Linked DNA regions of Zea mays: region 1 is linked to region 2. The links are chromatin contacts, called in public Hi-C maps. All regions are on one chromosome and are shown on one strand. The core of a region is the stretch at or near the end of the contact, and the rest is flanking DNA. Distances in the headings are between cores, read along the strand shown.

Region 1 (2,700 bases), core at 27-2,526, 250 kb after region 2:
TCTTAATCTAAAATCTTCTTATTTCGTTCTTCCAAATAACAGACAAGAAACTATGGCTCTGTTTCCCAGGATTTGTCTGGGCAGGAAGGAACCCTGGATCTCACAGGAACTGATGGAACCGAACCCGAACATTCTTCTGTGAAGACTCACCCGTCCCGCCTTGATCAGGCGCGGCGGTGGCCGACTCGTCCTTCGCGAGCCCCGCCTCCGATTTGGACTCCGCCATGTTCAGTGTTAGCATGAGATGGGTGCCGCACTGAGGGCAGTGCATATCCGTCGTAGAAACCGGAGTGCTAGGGGAGCTGCTGCCGTCGGCCTTTCTCCTCTTGCGCACCGCCGCGGACGTCTCGGTGGAGACCTCCCCGATCTCCGTCTTTTCCTTGCGTCCGGGCGCCACCGCGGACCCGCCGGAGATCTCGTCGTTCGGCGCGCTATGGCGACTAGGTGCCGCCACCGTCGCGTCGCTGGATTCCACCTCGTCGGATTCCCTCTTGGGTCCCGATGCCGCCGCTAGTGACGCGTTGGAGCTGTCATCGTCGTCCAACGTCGCGTCGCTAGATTCGTCGTCGCAAGATTCATCGTCGTCTGCCTCCGCCTTCTGCCCGGGCGCCGTCGCGGCTTCGATGCCGCTTGGCTCGGGGTTGCGCGGGCTGCGGTACACCTTGCACAGGACGCGACTCCCGAGGGCGCCGTCCTCCTCCGGTTTCTGCCCGGCGGCGCCGTCCTCGACGAGGCGGAGCTCCATCATGAGCCAACCCGTGCGGACCCGCACGCCGCCATCCTTCTCGACGAAGGAGAAGCTCTGGCGATGCGCAATCTGGTGCATCCCGTTGGAGACCATGTACACGGGCCTAGCTTTCGCCTCGTTGTGCCAGCACCCGCCGCCGGTGGCCACGGTGCGCGTCTTCCGCGTCCCGTGGACGCTCTTGTGGCGCAGCGGGGTGTAGAAGTACCACGCCCGCTCGCCGTCCTGGGCCACCGCCGGCGCGAACTGACGGGTGAGGTAGTTGGGGTCAGCGGCGTACACGTCTGCGTCGTGGATGAACGCGCCGGTCTTGACGCCGGTCTCGACCCAGGGACGGAGATAGAAGTTGACGAGCTCGAGATCGCTGGGATGGGATTGGAAGGCCGGATACGGCGGCTTGAGGGCCGCCGACGGAGGGCGTGCCATGGCGAGGTTGCGGCGCGGTGGCGGCGGCGGCGGTGCTGGAGGGGGACAGGGACGAGAGAAGACTCCGAATTCGAGATGGAATAGGAACCTGAGGCATTGGGCACGGGGAACCGCCGCTTTACATGGCCATCGATTCACGCGTTTCCTTTTGCCGATCCCCAGGGTCGGTTCCAGGGCGGAGTCCGACTCGAAATTGGAGGGATGGGAAAAACCCGGATTTGACCCTATCTTGAATGTTCTAGAATATCATCGGTTTGGTTTGTCAGCCTGGTTTCAGTATTGATTCAGCGCCTAGTTTTTAAAAAACTGGTTAATAGAAATTGGCATACTTATAAATATGCTAGTTTATGCTCTAATTTCTAAAAACTGGATTCCTATTTTTAATGGTATGTTTGGTTTAGCTTTTGACTTTTAGTTTTGGTTTTTATCCTCTATAAGCCAAAAGTCAAACCAAAAGGTTGGATCTAAGAAACAGTTTTTTTTTCTAAAAGCTGACTTTCTCGTAGTAGAAAACTAAAAGCACTCTTGTATTTATTTTTAGTGGCTTTCGGATGAAACCGTGAAACCACGTATCACGTATCGAAGAACTAGTTTTAAACGCGCATATCTAGTTTTTTTCCCTATAAATCAGTTCCTGGAAATTGGAGATAGAAATTAGTTTTTAAAAACCGTGTGTTCGTTTCAAACAGGCCATAAACCCGCTTGAGGACTGGGTGTTGTTGGACACCAGATTAAAAAGCCCACTGGACTGGGTGCTGCTCAGACACCTGAACGAAGCCCATTGGCGTGTTCTACTCTTTTTCCATTCTAAATTTCTGCGTACAGGCCCACCAGGCCCGGTACGCAATTGAACAAAACTACGCTGGCTGCAGGAGCCTATAAACGATTATTTCATCTATTCTAAATTGAGATTTCCTCCCTTATCTCCTTGTCTCCTGTAGCAGCATCCTCTACGTTTCTCCGTTCTATGTATAAAGATTCTCTTTCCTCTCCACGACGTTCTTAAGAAAGAAAAATAAATATATTGTCAAGGAAGAAGATCTAGAATATATCCAAATTCAATATTTATATAAAATATAATCCTTTCTTTTAAATCTTCTTTTGTTGTTATTCTTACCGAATCATGATAAATTTGCGGACGAATATTTACTCTTTGAATCTTATCAAATAAAACATTTTTTTTTTGTTTGTTCTACCATCCCACTTAGGGCTAGAAACGAACTGAGCTCAGCGAACCAATGAACCAAGCTCTATTCGCCTGGTCGTATTATGAGCTAGAAAATGAGGCTCGGCTCGATGGTGGCTCGCGAGGCTACACAATAAATCACATTTATAACATAAATGATTTGTTTTTATTATATATAAATAAAAAGCATGTACCAATAATTTAGCAACATATTTTGTACTACATCTAGCATGGAGTCCATAAAAATAAAGAAATAAATCCACAATACAATAATCTAATAGTGTAATGATATAACATAATATCAACGAGGCTGACTCGCGAGCCTAACCGAGCTGGCTCGGCT
Region 2 (2,855 bases), core at 108-2,607:
TTTCATGTATTAAAGTACTAGAGTCAGAGCTAAAGACAGTGAAACTACTATTTGTGGCTTCTTCTTTGTAGTAAAAAATGACTCTAGCTTTTAAGTGCTTTTCACATTAAGCTGTTTTAAGAAAATAGTGTTTGGCAGGACTTTATTTTTTCCCATAGAAAAGACAGAGTCGAAGCCCCGTCAAACAAGCTCTAATAGCTGAATTATTAGTTTGGATGCATTCAACTAATTTTAGCAGATAACTTTAGATTTAGTGCATTCAAACACCCTCTTAAGCTATTTAGTTTAGAATTTGATATTCCTCCACTTACAAATTTTATATATAACCTTATCTCAAATTTATAGGACGAGGAATAGAAATTGATTTTATGTATCACTGATCTATATTTTTACTATGAAATTTATAACACACAATTCTAGTTCGTTTCTTATAGTAGAAATATATCACATAAATATCTCTCTTATATAGCAATAGTAGTATATAAATATATTCTACGTAAGTTTATATTAGTTTAATTGATTCATGCCTAAATTATAATTATTAGAATGGAACTTAATTGCAAGATCCAACCCTTATTTTGTTTAGACAAAAAATGAATAATTTAATTTATATCATTAAAAAATTATAACTTTAGGTATATATCATGTCATCGACTCATATGAACCACACATGCAAGTGAGATAACAATTATATATATCTAAATTTGTATTCTTTTAATATTACAGACCCAAATTCAAAAAAAAACATAAATTTATTTAGGGCTAGTTTGAGAATCTTATTCTAGTAAAGAATTTCTATTTTTTCAAAGAAAATTAGTTATTTTTTCTTAGAAAAAAGAAACTCCTTGAAAAATTGAAGTTCCAAAGTAGTCCTAGATGGCCAAACGGGCCGGCACGGACCGGCACGGCACGGCCCGGCGTGCCGCTGCCGCGGCCCAGGCACGGCCCGTCAGCCTGCTAGTCGTGCTGGGCCGGCCCGGTGGCACTATGACCCATTTGAGTATATTGTATAATTTAGCAAAAAATGTGCAATTGTGGGGGTTCAAACTCACAACCTAGTGCATAAGAGGCTTAAATACATCCATCTAACCAGTGCAGCTACAATTTTATTGTGTTATATGTTGAATTCTTATACTTAATATATGTAAACTATTACTTTTAAAATAAAAAATGTAACTGTGTCGTGCCCGTGCGAGCACTACGGGTCGAGATAGTGGCCCAGGCACGGCACTATAGCCGTGCCGTGCCAGACACTGGTACTATACTAACCGGACCGGGTCGTGCCTAGACTGTGCTTTTTTGTGCCGTGCCTGGGCTGACCTATCATGTTAGTGGCAAATGGCCATCTATAGTCCTTATCGTACTTATCTCTCCCGGTTTATCCCTCGTTCCTTCTCTGCATCTCGGGACTTCTTTCGCTGCTCTCTCTCTCTCCGAGCACAGCTGGGGGTGGTGTTCACGGTAGGCAGCAGCGCACTGCGCACGGGCGCAGTGGTGAGGCGCCTAAGGGAGAGTGGCAGTAGTGACGCCTGGCGCCGGTGCAGGAGTGCAAGGGAGACGGTGGCGGCAGCGGCTCGTGTCGACGGCCGGAGCCCGGAGGCAGCGGGGCGGCGGAGGCGTCAGTGTACGCGGGCGGGGCGGAGGAGGCACTGAAGCAGCTCGCGGCGGCGGGCTTGAGCCAGCGTTGCGGCACTCTCGGGCCGGTGGCTTCGGGAGTTGGGAGGCACTGGCCTGTGCAAGAAGGGCTTCCGAGAAGAAACGGTAGAAGAGAAGTTGGGGATACGAATGTTTTTTATCGAGTCCTTGTTTATCCGGTAGGAGAGGGATTCGGAGATTTCAAGAATCTGGCTCTTAATTTTTTCTTGTAATCTCTCTCTTTATCCCTACCGTTTGGAAGACATCGTGATTTTTTAATCGCGATTTTCAGAATCCACAGGGATTCAAAGTTCAAACGGGGTCCAAACCTTCCCGACTTCCAGTACAGTCTTCCTCAGACGAGGCCGCAAGACAGGAGGAGACAACGCCGAGGCAGCCAGCTAGGGCGCGGTCAACCGCAGGTACACGCGCTTCTTCCGATTGGTCGAGCCTCAGAATTCCCGCCTGATCGTTCTGGCCTGCTAAGTTTCTTGGTTAGAACATTTTCTGTAATAAGCCAATAAGCAAGAACCTTTTCTGCAGTAAGCCAATAAGCAATGCAGTAGTGGGCGCAGCTCCGGAGGAGTGGAATGACGGCGCCACCGAATGCTAGCATGGGACCGCTCAGTTTGGGTGGCTGCGGGGCTCTCCTCTCCACTCCTCAGCCTAATTCGTGGCATTGCCGCGGGTTCTCGATTCCTGAGAGGAGCGTCTTTATGTTGCCACTGCGCCGGGGTTTGTCAAGGAAGAGGGGCTGGGTTCTTGATTCAAGAAGTAACGGTGCTGTGGCTCGTGATGAGGTCGGTGCCGGGTCGTCAGAGCTTCGGCACATCGAGAAGGAGCTGACGTTCAGCCCGACTTTCACTGACTATGTTAAAATCATGGAGTCGGTGAAGTTGGACAGGAGCAAGAATTTACATGGCGCCGATGGCCAGAGTTTGAGGAGAAGGTTCGCGGGTGATGGCCGACAAAGGAATAGGAGGTCTGGTGATGCAAGGAATAAATCATTTGAAAGGAATCAGGGGCCTCAGAGGGACTTGGCGAAGGATGAGAATCAGAAGGATGTTACAGGCTTTGTGGATAAAAGAGCAACTGGTCATGTAAAAAGTAGCAATCGCAGGCAAGGGGAGGTTGAAGACTATGCACAGAGAAGAATAATTCGTGGTGGTACAAGAGGAAATGGAGACAATGGGCAGTTCTCATCACCTGTGAAGGCTAAA

What was found. Hi-C and Micro-C count contacts between places; a contact is called where the count stands out from the background.
Region 1: a contact with region 2 is called in a Hi-C map of endosperm, with 1.9 times the contacts expected there. The contact joins the promoter of LOC100281294 here to the promoter of LOC103636169 in region 2. A contact is called at or near these places in 3 of 25 Hi-C or Micro-C datasets (endosperm, leaf and an unstated tissue).

What each region holds. Positions count from the first base shown.
Region 1 is chr8:154,504,200-154,506,899 of Zm-B73-REFERENCE-NAM-5.0, forward strand. LOC100281294 (no apical meristem protein) reads right to left here and starts at 1,277. Exons shown (of 1, transcript NM_001154212.3): 1 at 1-1,277. The coding sequence starts at 1,171. The coding sequence ends at 101.
Region 2 is chr8:154,254,099-154,256,953 of Zm-B73-REFERENCE-NAM-5.0, forward strand. LOC103636169 (pentatricopeptide repeat-containing protein At1g30610, chloroplastic) reads left to right here and starts at 1,358. Exons shown (of 10, transcript XM_008658523.3): 1 at 1,358-2,057; 2 at 2,179-2,855. The coding sequence starts at 2,226.